2 separate regions of the Rattus norvegicus genome follow, and region 2 is linked to region 1. The links are chromatin contacts, called in public Hi-C maps. All regions are on one chromosome and are shown on one strand. Each heading gives the region's core, a stretch centred on a gene start, on an enhancer-like site or on the middle of the called end of the contact. The rest is flanking DNA. Distances are from core to core; before and after follow the strand shown.

What was found. A called contact is a pair of places that touch in the nucleus more often than the background predicts.
Region 2: a contact with region 1 is called in a Hi-C map of kidney, with 8 times the contacts expected there. The contact joins the promoter of Calcrl here to the enhancer-like site in region 1. A contact is called at or near these places in 9 of 12 Hi-C or Micro-C datasets (the A7r5 cell line, the Rat2 cell line, frontal cortex and 4 more) and 1 of 1 datasets of contacts at active chromatin or transcription factors (oligodendrocytes).

Annotation. Positions count from the first base shown.
Region 1 is chr3:89,801,143-89,808,027 of GRCr8, reverse strand. No RefSeq gene overlaps it. Among named protein-coding and RNA genes, the nearest start is that of Calcrl, 130 kb to the left of the region's middle. Within about 2 kb of position 2,802, at least 9 of the 93 cell types and tissues checked have an H3K27ac peak or open chromatin away from gene starts, as enhancers often do.
Region 2 is chr3:89,929,508-89,936,392 of GRCr8, reverse strand. Calcrl (calcitonin receptor like receptor) reads left to right here and starts at 3,777. Exons shown (of 16, transcript NM_012717.3): 1 at 3,777-4,117.

The DNA of each region.
Region 1 (6,885 bases), core at 1,553-4,052:
TGAAGGAGGCCATGTTGATAGCTGTGGCCTGTGCTCCCCTGAGCCCATGTTTGGGTCCATGGTCCTGATGCAGTGTCTGTAGATCGTTACCATCAAGGGCCATGCAGAATTCCATGGTCCACGTTCTTTCCAGGGACCATGTCTGAATGTGTGGTCCTGCTGCAGCTGGAGGCCATGTTGATGGTCATGACCTACGTTACCACCAAAGACAATGTGGACGTGTGGGAGGCCAGATAGATGTCCTGGTCTGTGCAGTCACCAGATACCACGTAGAAGTCCATGATCCACGCTCCTGCTGATGATAAAGGAAGCTTCTTCTGCAGAGTTATTGAGAACTGCAGACTAACAGTTGATGAAGAGAGACATAGAAGGCTTTGGTGACAACCTCTCCCTTCCCATCCCCCTAAGCAATAACTTAGACAGGAAGCCCTCCATGCCAACTCCTAAGAACTGTGATGAGGATGCTGAAGTGTAGCTCTCCACCACAGATGACTACTGGCAGGGGCTGGGGTAGGGGTGAGGGGAAAAGATTCACTTTTCTTTTAGAGGCTGGTCACTGGGAGTTTGACCATGCTCTGTTGACTAGAGAGACAACTCAAATTGTAATTTTTAAAAAAACGTTTTCATTGGAGGGTAGGTCACAAAGCTGGGGTTTGGATCTGTGAAGATCTGTGAAGTAAGGGTAATCTGGGTGCATTACGGGAAATTCCCAAATAATGAATAAAAATATTATGTTAAAAAAGAAAAGGAAAATGGCAAGTGGTCAGTTTCTCCAATGGAATGTCACCTGGTATTCTGCCAGACTTCACGACTTTCCCAGGAGTAGCTGGCCAACAGAAATTAGACTCCATGGTTTGTGTGTGTGTGTGTGTGTGTGTGTGTGTGTGTGTGTGTGTGTGTGTGTGTATGTGTGTGTATTTCATTTTGGCAAATTTATGGTTTATACCTATAAGGATCCTATGTTGAAAAAAATCATAATCTTTGAGATAATTGATGATTTATGAAGACTTTAAAAAAGTAGGTAATAATTTCCCAGGGAGAAAAAAATCTAAGATTTTCCTAAATCTCCATGATCATGAACAAATGATACTTATTAAAAACGCTGTTCCTTTCTCTCCATCCCTGAGCCTTTATCTACCATTTTATAGTGAGCAAACAGGCAAACAGAATAAGCAAGAAGGCAGTGCAACCATTTGATATTTCTCCTGCTTACTATCTTAAGACAAAATTAGACAAATTGAAAGGACTATCGAAGTATGCATATTCCTTTAAATATATGAGGTAGAACATTTAAAGATTTATGACGTTTATTTTGCATCATGATTTCTCAGTCCTTGTTAAGATGACAGAGGCTAATGCTAACAGCAAACCACTGAACTGAGAACACCCCTGTTGGAGCAATTTCAGAAAGGATTGAAAGAGCTGAAGGGGCTTGTAATCCCATAAGAACAACAATGCCAACCAACCAGAGCTCCCAGGGACTAAACCACTACCCAAAGACTATACACGGACTGACCCATGACTCCACCTGCATATGGAGCAGAGGACGGCCTTGTTGGGCACCAGTGGTAAGAGAAGTCCTTGGTCCTGCCATGGCTGGACCCCCCCACCAGTGTAGGGAATGTTAGGGGGGAGAGGGTGGTTGGGGAGGGGAACCCTCGTACAGAAGAAGGGGAGGGGAGATGGAATAGGGGTCTTATGTCCAGGAAACCGGGAAAGGGAATAACATATGAAATGTAAATAAAAAAATCCAATTAAAAAAGATGACAGAATTTGGGAAAATATATGTCTTTTTTGTTTGTTTGTTGTTGCGTTTGTGATTGATAACAGGAGGAGAAAGAAGAGAGTCTGACATCAGGCCAAAGGTGTAGGACATGGAGAAAGTTGTTGAAGGAGGGTTAGGTTCCAGGATACGGCAGCTTTTCTCCTGGGAAACTCTCAGTTACTTAATATTTCTTTTAATGTCTCAGGAAAAATGGAGGATTTTCCTACACACACAATTACTGACATAAGCTAGAACACATGCCATGCCTCAGGGCAATCTTTCAAACACTTGCTTCTTTCCATCTTTTAGCAAGTATCTAGATTCCTATCTACAACTAAAAGAGATCAAATTAAAGATTAGTATAATATGTAGATATTTTCTCTTTCAACACTTTCAGTATTATTATTATTATTATTATTATTATTATTATTGTTTTTGGAAAGAAAGTAAAAAAACTCTGTGTGTGTGTGTGAGCGTGTATGTGTGTGTGTGTGTGTGTGTGTGTGTGTAATTGTGAATATTCCTTTAAGACTTGTGAGGTTGAGCATTTGTTTTCTTCCTGGGAATGCCTTTGCTAGCTTCTCTCTTCATTCTTTATGATGACCATAAACAGAGGACTGGTTTTGTTTCCTTTGGGTTTGGAGAGAGCTAAGCCACTTTGCAAAGATCTGCAGCTGGCAGTGATATTCTAGCTTAATGAATATTCATCACCATTTGAAAGGATAGGGTGGCAAGGAAAACTCTCAGTTCTGATAGATAGCACTGTTTGTCCCACCACTAATAGCCGCTTCCTGTTTTTAAACATTGATTCATTGCATGGGAGCTGATGAGAGAAAAATCCCCTGCAGAGGGGAGGAACTGAGCAGGATTGGAAAGGTATGAACTGATCTGATTTAAGGAGTTAAGCATTTAATCCCAACACTTGACTTGTCAAGATTTTCTGTGTATTCCAGAATCACTTGTAACTCACGGAAACAACTCGGTGCTTTCAGATTGCTGCACTGGCCTCTTATCCTCTGGGTCAATTCTGAAGTAAACTAAAGCACAGCCCACTTCAAAGGTCAGGATAGGAAGATAATAGACGATTACAGCCTTAATTCTTGATATTGGGATGCTCTTACTGGCTCTGCTGAGGACCAGCCTCTGGTAACTTATGGGCGCTGGTATGAGACAAGAAACTTTTTTTGTTGTTTTTGTTTTGTTTTGTTTTGTTTTGTTTTGTTTTGTTTTTGGATCCCCACTTCATGCACGTTTTCCCAACACTAGACGTTCCATTGCCTCTACTGTTAAATTCAGAAAAAAAAGTAAAAGAAAAAATCTAAATAAAAACCATTCTTGTCATATCAAACTAGGCATGATGTAACATGAAACAAATATAACAACCTCCGAAAGCGGTGCTCACAGTATCTTGCCTCTGTCTCCTGGCACCGCTTTCACTGTGTCCCGTAAGTTTGGGTGTGCTTCATTGTCACTACATTTTAGAAAGTCTTTAATCTCTTTCTTTCTTTAACTCTAAATGGGATTTATGCATTAACTCCTCTCCTCAGGGCTCAGGAAACCCATGAAGAGGAGGCAGACAGAGTGTCCTCTGGGTACATATTATGGCTTCTGGTTTAGTGTTTTTATGGGATCCCCGAGTGTGAGAAGAAAAGTGCGTCTCTGATTCTTGTGCCTTCTGCTGGGATCTTTTCCTTTTGTTTGTGTGTTTTGTCCAATTCCAACATGTTAGTTTTTGTTTTATCTTACTATATTTTATTTAAAATAATATTTGTCTAGAATGTAGGTTCACCTAAAATATACAAATGTAATGATAATGCAAGAAGAAACATGAACTTCTAGGTTTACTAAAAGCATTAACGTTAAAATGAATTATATGCATGAGAAAAATGTGTTCAGTTACCACAGAAAAGATTTGCTAATTCGGAAAGCCATTATATCCAAGAATCAATATTATTTTAAATGTTCTTAACATCTATACACTATGTTCTTCTTCAATGCAAAGCACACAGTTGTACAGTGGTAGTTTAGAGATGCTATGGGAATGCTAAGTACACACACACACACACACACACACACACACACACACACACCACTTTTTAGACTTTTCCTGAATACTACAACAACAAACTATTTTTGTTCAGACACTTTATACTGGAGAAAGCTATTTTTACAGTGAATCACATCCTGGTCTTCAAAAACAATGGGATAAAACTGGGTACTCAATACAAGGGTGATATTTCCACTGTGAACAGGAAGTGTGTGTGTGTGTGTGTGTGTGTGTGTGTGTGTTTGCTCAGTATTTGTCTACAAAGCTCTCACCGATTGAGTTTACTAAATGTTTGTAATTTGTTTTGTCACATAAACATTCTGCTTTCATTTTAAATTAAGCTTTTAATTATTCTCAAACATTTATAAATTAACTTATTTGCTTATTCTGGGTTCTCTGATCAATAAATATCATATTCAGGTTGATATTTTTATTTCATTTAGTCTTATATCACCAAGTTAAGAGTTAGTACACTTACTACAGTATTCATACTTTTCCTTCTGATCAGCATAGAAACTGCTCTTCAGAGCTAAGCTGCGCCTTTACCAAAGGAAACAACTTTGTGAATCAAGTAGTCCCGGGCAGCCTGCAAGCAGATGGAGCCTCCTGCTGCTTTTGAACTTGGGCCACAGAAGTGAGCACACAGAGTGATCCTGGTTTGTTTGTGTCTTCTCTAAGTGGGGCACTGACGTCCAGATGCATATTCTAAGGGGATTGCTTTAACAAAAGAAGACAAAGTAGTCTCACCAAATCAAAACTCCAAAAGTAATACTGATGGCAGTTTATGGCTTATCTGTTTATCTGTCTGTAGATTTCTCTTTATTGCTAACAGAAGCAATTAGAGATGCTATGACCATTGTTTATGGGTAGAACATTTTACTTTCCTCAGGATTAATGCATTAACTTTCCCTTAAATGCATTTTGAAACAATAAACATGTTTTGAATTTTAAAATACTTCTTTTTCATAGAAAAGTGTAGGAATTGAGTTTAAAATATTTTCACCATAGAATTTTTTTCAATATTTAGCTCTTAGAAGTAGAAGCTGCAAGTAATAAATAGAATGTGCATATGTACAAACCCATAGGGGATATGCACATGCACATATACACACATATCCTTGTTTACTAATTAAATTGTAGGAATTTAAAAGTGAATTGTTATTAAACTTGAAAATACCTTTTGCAAATAAGAACATTTTTTGTTTTGATTTGAAAACTTTACATGATCATTTGCCGGTTAACTTCTAACAATTCGGTTAAGGTGAAAATATCAGAAACAAATTTTTGGTATACAGTACTTATTTTTTTTTTTTTTTGGTTCTTTTTTTCGGAGCTGGGGACCGAACCCAGGGCCTTGCGCTTCCTAGGTAAGCGCTCTACCACTGAGCTAAATCCCCAGCCCCATTTTTTTTTTAAATAATCTCAGAACTTTTAAAATAAAAGCCACGAATACAGTAAGAGAGAATTTCCATAGAAACTGGTGCACTATCTGATTTAAAAAGGCCTTTGAAATGCAGACCTGAAGCCAGACATTTGGTTTTGAAAGTCTGTGTTAGGTAATTAACTAGTTAAAACAATATTTCTCAAGCCTTTCAACTATTACAAGACATTTGGATTTTATTATATCAAGTCAAATGAACCATGAATTACATGCAGCCTATCTTCAGTAATTAGGTATCCTAATTGAGGAATATAAAACTTTCTGTTTTTGTACCAATAAGTTGTTGACATTTTTTTAAATGGTAGATTATGCAGCAATTCAATTTAAGTCAGGAAGATATAAACACATTACTAATAATTAGAGAACGCGGATTGTGAGTCAGATAACAGAGTGCATAGCCAATTTGTTTGTAGGCCCCAAGCAATATATAATTAGTTTGTGGGTTAAGGGAAAATTATTTTTACAAGTGAAAAAAGAAAAGATTTTCACTTGGCAGAAATTTTCCATGTTTAGGGCGTCACAATAAACATGGGAGGAGGGAAATACTTGAAATGTTGTTTTGATTGTGGCTTTACAAGTGTGACCTTACATAAACCTGTGGAGGTGGAAGAAGTGCTTAGTTCTACTCATTGATAGGTCAGGAGATGGAGGAAGCCACTCCGTATCTACATCGTCGAAGACTAAGACCCTAGTTCTGAACAACTTTCTACCACTTCAAGAGAGAAAGATTTGTGTTTGTTTGTAACGACTATGACTACTTTGGTTATAGTTGACAGAAGCACAATTTGATAGAGTTATGTTCTTTTTTTAATAATTAATTTATTTTTATTTTTCATTAATCATTTTCATTTATTTACATCTCAAATCATATTCTACTATACCACTACTGGGCATATACCCATCCCCTCACCCCCCCCCCCCAGAAAATGTTCTAACAAGGACACGTGCTCCACTATGTTCGTAGCAGCCTTATTGATAATAGCCAGAAGCTGGAAAGAACCCAGATGCCCTTCAACAGAGGAATGGGTACAGAAAATGTGGTCTATCCACACAATGGAATATTACTCAGCTATCAAAAACAATGACTTCATGGAGAAGAGTTGAGTTCTATGGCAGAGCGTAAACACATTCCAACTCTGTGGAGTGTGAATGCACAGCACATTCAAACGACACTGCTGTTGACAGCCTAATCTATCATAACCCTACACTTAGGCAGTTCATGTTTGTTAAGGGAAGACATAAACCAAAAGTATAATGCAAGGTCTCAGAGAGATCTAAGTGGGGAGAAGGATGAGAAACTCCTCTGAGGATGAGTTCATCCTCAGAACTCTGAGATCATTCTCACCTTTCAAAGCTTAGGACCTTGGGCACTAAAGTCAAAAAGTTTCTTCCCGACAAGAGAATTATTTAGCCATGTGAAGTCTCACAGTCAGTCATGTAAACACAGCCACCTCTAAGCACGAGGAAGGCTATGGATGAATCAGAATTAATGCCACAGCTTTTGGGGGAAAAGGTGCATTTAGACTCAATCTTTAATCTAGCTCAGGCCCCTTGCTGCTTCTTTCTTACCCTGGACTTGGCCTTGGCCTTTGTTTTCTAGGAGTCAGTCTTTGTGACTTGGCCTCTTACCAG
Region 2 (6,885 bases), core at 2,528-5,027, 130 kb before region 1:
ATTAATTCTTGCTCTTTATCGACTGGACAACATATAATTTTTCACCCAAACAGGAACACTCCTGAGCACGGAAGGAGAACTCCCTTAGAACTGAGAGATAAGACCCCCACCCCCACCCCGAGCCCACGCCAGCCTGCTCACAGCCAGAGCTCATCCCACCTTCCTAAGTTTGTTGGTTCTAAGCCCACCTCCCTGTTCTAGCACAGGCCCTGTTTACCAGCAGTCTCTCTTCAGATTCTCAGGAACACACTAGTCAGACAAGTTCCCACAGGAGTTCAAATCCACCAAGACGCAGCAAGAGTCAGACTTTTTGAATAGATGAATATTTGGCTGATTCTGCTGTAATTTGACACTCTTGGGGAAACATTATGAAACACTGTAAGAACTACTACAGGGTGCTGAAAGCACTTTCTTGTTGTGTGGGTGAAGGGCCTGGAGTGCTCACCTCAAATTCCCATTTTTCACTTGTAAGAATTGTATGCACAGCAAAACTTACTAAGACATTATTATTCACCTTTGATACATAATTTATGTAAATGTTGTGAAAATTGCTCCTTTAACTTTAGTAATGGCATTTTTGCTTTCAGTAGGTATTGGGCAGAGATCATTTTATCAAATGCAATTAATTATCCTTTGCTTGGGAAAAATTCCTAACCACAGTTACGAGGTAAAACAGTACAAGGTGAAGTCAACTTACTTCCTTAATAGATTTTCTTTTTGATATAAATGTATAAGAATTTAATGTGCTTCTCAGATAGTAAATTCTTATAAGGGATGTAGTACATTAGTTTTTTTAATTACATCAGTTTCTTAAGAATAAATAATGAAAATTTCATAATTAAAAACAGAATAATGTAACTGAATACACGAAATAACTTTAAAAATACTTTCTTTGAGGACTGCGGCACATTTACTAGGGACGGACTGTCTATAACCTGTTCCACGTGGTGGTGTTGACTGTTTTTAAAGATCCATGCTTCTAGGCAGTAGCTATAGAAATCCAAGTGGTCAGTTTAGTCAGTAGAAACCTAAGTTCGTCACACGTGATTTTGGGTTTTTGTCTAACTTGTGAATATAAGGCTTTGATTTAGCGTCCTCCTGATTGTGGGGCAAGGCCCTTCTCATTAGGGGAACCCATCGCTTCATTTAGAGGCTTTGGTACCTTTGGGCCACCTAAAGGACCACAATGGAGGGCAAAGTCCTGCAGTAAAGTGGACGGATGCGACTGTTCCTCAAAATGATTTTCATTTGTGCATATTCCTCACTTTACAATAACACAGACTCTGAGTGGGAGCACTGCATGGTTTATGCCCTGTATGGTTATACTGGCAGCATTCTTCCGTGCTTGTCCACTCTCCTTTAAATGGTCAAAACAGAAGACACTTCTTATTTGGTCTTAATTTCCTGAAAAAAGAACTATTTTTAGTGTTCATCTGAAAGTATAAACTTGACCACCACTAATCAAATAATTTTAAGTAGCTTCAGTGTGTTCTGGGGAAAGAGTGCAATATAAACACATGTAGACCATATGAGAGTGAATGAATGTACTAATACCCATTGACTTGGAATCACCTAATAGATTTCTGGAAACAGTTTCATTTAGCTTTGCCATAGCTATCCAAACGTTTGTGTCATACTGAAGCGCACACGTCTCGTTTCCTCAATATTTTTCACTTGTTCCTACATATCGTGGCATAGTCTAGCTTCCCAGAAGTTTTTATAGCATGTATTAATATAGCACATATTCATATTTTTTCATGTTCATAAAATGGTCACTCTCAATGATCTTATTATTGGGAAGTATGTTTACTTTTCTTTCTTAGAAAGACACAGATTTGATATTAACAAGAATTACCCAGAATCTTCATGGACCACAGCCATAAGCCTATATGCCCAACCTATAATTTATTCTAGACACTGCAGGTTGTATTAAATTCTTTGTTTACAACAGCACCATGTATATCTACCATACGGGACAATGATCATTGGCTTGTGATCTTTCAGGCATCGTCTCAAAGAAAGAACTCCTTTGCTTACTAAGACTCTGCTATATTTGAACAAATCCAATGAATGAATCAAAAAATGTTAATGCTTGGAAATGTATGCAGCTTGGTATACACCAGTCTGGGTCTCAGAGATCAGATAGTCTTAGAAACGGATATGTGGACATATACGACGATCATTTGGAAGTTAAAATCTTGTATTTGTTTTGCCTGAACCTTAAGCTAAATATTCTGTCAAGATTGTCCCAGCAAGTCTAAGCATCTGCAAGGGGACACAAATACTCTCTACTGCTTTCCTTCTGTTTCCCTATGTAGCATGCGACTCTACATCAGAATTCTGTAGTTTCACTCAAGAATGTTTTTGCTGTTTTTCTGATTAATGAGTTATTATTTTAGGAGGCAGTAAGGATTTACAATGTTGACTTCTCACCTCATGAGCTGAAGGAAACAGCACGGGGAAAATATAACCCGACAGTTCCCTATAGAAAGCAAAACTAAAGTGTTTACAGAGTAACTTCCCAGTTTACTACTGTCTCTTAAAACTACATTGTGTAAATCGGCTTCTTCCATAGAGCTTCCGTTTTTCCGTGACTGAGATTGTCACTTATATTCCATAGTTTTATATGGATACACTCCGTTTTATATAATATACAGAATTAAAGATTTTATAATAAATTTCCCATGCAGATCAAGATAGTAGACGTTTAAGAACAGGGCACTGTCTTTCAGGATCATGATATTCGGAGATTCTGCACCCCGTGTCTTTACTGCCATTCCTCATCTGCTAGGACTCTGAGCTCCTCGTTTGCTACTTGGTTGTAGTGCTTACTTCTAAGTCTGTGCCTCTGAGCCAGCTCAGCGGGATTATAGTAGCTAATTGGAATTGCTTGGTCACTAGAGTAGCTCCTCATTCGTCCTAAATGTTATAAAATGCGTTGATTCAAAGTTTCAACAATGCGAAGACCTTCAGGTATTATTTTATCCATCTTTTCCAGTGACAAATTTGATGCAAAGATCATGTGACTTTTAGTGCTGTGTGGCTTTGGGAGCTACAATTATTGCCAAATCTCATACTTTATCATATTTATCATATCAGGTATATTTCAGGTTTACAGGCTTTTTTTTCCTGATCATACTCAGTGATTTCTTATATTTATGATACAATTAAGTTTAGAGGTAAATCTTTTTTTTTAAAAAATTGACGTTCATTTATTGTATGAAATTATTTCATAGTATCATGTTAAAATACTGCCACGTTTCCTTGGAGGTTATTTTGAGATAAATACTATAGAGCTTAGGTTATACACAGTGACATAATTACATCAACTATTTAAAAGTGTGTAAAATGATTCCACACTCCATACACAAACTAGATTTATAGTACATACAACTAAGGGATTCCTGGAAAGGACAGCATGAAGCCTCTTATGCAAAATTGATTGTGGAGTTGGATCACACATTAGTGCTCAAACTTGAGTCCGAAGTAATTCTGATGCTCAAAATTCTATGCACATTTAAGAAGAAAGATGTGACCGATAAATTGTTCCTGGTTGTTCTGTGAACTCTCATTCAACACACACCTACACCCACACCCCTAACTCCTTTGATTCTTTTACACTTAGATTGCCTTCAAAATCACAGGCAGCAAGTTCTAACAGAACTCAGTCTAGGTGAAAGCCAGCCAGCTTTTGCTGGTAACAATGTGTTCATACAGCAAAGGATCTCTGTCTGTTCAGGCTGCTTCTTGCTCTTGTCAGAGTTGAGAAGGGAGTTGCTGCTCTTTTCCTGGGGTAAGCTATTTGAGAAAGAAAGTAACCTAACACTAAGTGCAGGCGGGGCGGGGTGATGTAACAGGAAGCTGTGATGTTTCCCTTCTGCTGCTGATCGCTTACAATCTGACAACACTCCCCATCTACCCAGAACAAGCCCTCTCTTCGCAGCGGTGCACTTCTGCTTTAGGACCGGCGGGCTCTGTTGCCTGGACCTCACGCTGCCTGCAGCAAAGCTTTTTGACTCTTCCACACCTCTTCTCCGGGAACTCTTTTCTACTATCTCAGAAAATCAAATTCCCTCCTGAGACTATTCACACAGAATTTCCTTAGGAGCCGTGCGGGGTAAGTGTATTATTCAAAACAAACATATGTATTCTCAGCATTGTTCTTAAGCAGTTTGACAATGTTTCTAGTAAGAATTGACTGAGTGGCATTGGAATAAGGTTGAAACCGGTTCATTTATTCTACATAGGGATACTAGAGAGTCTTACTCCAGAATGTGTACAAAATCTATTACTAGTGCATAAGAGTATTTACAATGACACTTTAGAAAATAAATTTACCAACTAATAGCCATGTGAACAGGCTACAAGGCAAGTTTTTGGACAAATACCTTCATCAGGAAACAATGCTCTTTAAAGTTACTTCTACTATTAGCTCAAGTCCTGACAGCTGGAAAACATTTGCACCCCAGGAAGGGTCTTTAAATTTTCCACATAATCAGTATTCTAAGGAAGGGACGGAGTCTTCCTGTGTGACTGAACAGAAAGCAGGAGTAAGAAGAAAAGCCACCCACTTGGACTTCTGTTTGCTCTTCGGCTTCTTTTGACACTTACACCTCTAACTGGGGAACCAATGGAATTTTCATTGTTCTTTCTTGCTAGATTTGTGTAAATACCACCCTTTTGGCTTTTCTTTGTTGTTGTTTGTTTATTTTGCTTTTTGTTTCTGTTTTTGGAGAGTCCCCGAACTATTTCCACTGTATTAAGATTATGGGTGTCTTATAAATAAGGTAAGGGGAAAACAACAACAAAAACAACAAAACAAACAAACAAAAACCCAACCAGCAATCAACAACCAACCAACCGAAACCCCCACAACTGTCCAGAGTTAAGAAAGGGTAGTGATGTCTGCGTTACTTCATGGCTTTTAAACTCTTACACGCTTAGATGTGTGCTCAACTATCCTGCAAAAGTGCGGGGGAAGAGTGTGAAAGGAGTCTCTATAAATAAATAAACAGAGACACGCTAAGTAAGTGGATTAGCTCATTAAGCAGAGGAATTAAATTAGATTTTCTATGATGCTGCTGAGATGAGGCATCTGCAGTGCTCTTGCCACAGTCCAGACTGTCCTGAGATTTTAAAGAGCCAGTGCCTCCCTAACAAGTGGTCGTTATAGCGGCGTCACCAAGTGTTGGATTCAAATTGTGCTCATTAGCATAATTTATCAAATTCTGCATTTTTCCTACTTAAGTGAAATTGTAAGCTGCTGAGATGTCTTTCAGTGCTAGCATTGAGCTCAGTGTCCAGTAGTCTGGGATAAACGGTCTATGACAAACTCATCCCGGGTAACTCCTCAGTGGGCTTTGGCTCAGTTTCCACATGTTTCTCAATGTAATGGAAACATTAATTACACTTGTAATTTTTAAAAGCTTTGGAGCTGATTTATTTTTTTTTAAATTATACCACTGAGTTTCCTGATATGTAGAAACGGGCAAGGTGTTTTTAAGATATGACTTGTTAGAAATTGTCATTAGGTAACGGGAGAAAGAAGTGAAATGTCATATACAGGAACTGAAATTGGAAAGCATTATTCTAAGCCAGATTATTTTCTTAAATTAAGTATTATATTAATAAACAATGGTAAATTAGTACCTCCACAAACTATACTGATTTTTATTGAATTAATGTTCCGAAGCATATAATGGTCTCGTATAATTTATTTTAATATCCTCATCTATATTAATAGCATCATTTAAAACAATGCTCATTACCAAAAGTCACAGGAGAAAGATGCCAGGCAATGAATATTGACGGTCATTAGGCAAAGAAATTATCTGAGTTAATAACAAGGACATTAAAATAAGAATTTATGCCATTCTAGAGTAAATGTGGCCTTTAAAATGAGTAAACAATGTCTGAAAATCAAACCATGTTTTTATCCTCAACGTTAGTTTAACTTTACAGGCGATATTTCTTTGTAGCATCAAAAAAAAAAAACAATGGGTATGATCTTAGGCAAATTCTAAATATGTCAATTAAAAACACAGAATTCATAATAATTATGACCCACGTGATATGAAATAAGTTTTACCTAAAATGTTCTATTTGTAACTCGATATATTTAGATGGCTATTTGGAGCCAGTACAATAATAACATGTTATCAGTTTTATCTCTGCTTACATTTTGATAGTAACTATTCAGAATTGTTTTGAAATGTTGTAGATAAATTAATACAATTACCTTTCGAGTATCAAAAACCAATTCACGAAACAAAACGCATTTCATGCTTTATGCACAACTTTGATTGAATCTAGTCAAGTTAATTCTGCTTTTAGAGGTACAATGATGTCACCTTTTCAGAATCTAAAAATAGTCCAAGAACCCAATTCCTTGTCTTTGTTTGGGATCTAGAAAGACTTCTAAAGCCTTAACATAAATTGCGGCTCACAATGGTGTTAATGGAAGACAGGAGGTCAAGACCACAGTACGACTTGACTCTGACTTACTCTGAATTTGAGAACTCGACGTTGAGAATGAATTACTGGTACCCAACTGATGCGCGAGCAAACATTCCTCTGGGTGCAGATTTGAGTTCAGTCTGTGGATCAACTCTAAAACACATATTTTTTTTTCTTGAATGTAATCTTTTTTTTTTAAAACAAGGAAATATACTACAGTATTAAATTATTTAAAAATCTCATTTTATATGTAAGGGTATCCTGATGCAATTGTATAGAGACAAAACTTTGTGAAACTACAAATAAGGTCTGCGTCCTCACCAGGCTTGCCAGTCATTTCCGATGAAACATTCCCATTTGTTCACATGGAAATTCTCTTCCTGCCTAAAATCTCTCGTTAATGGCACTTGTACAAACTCCCAAGTACCT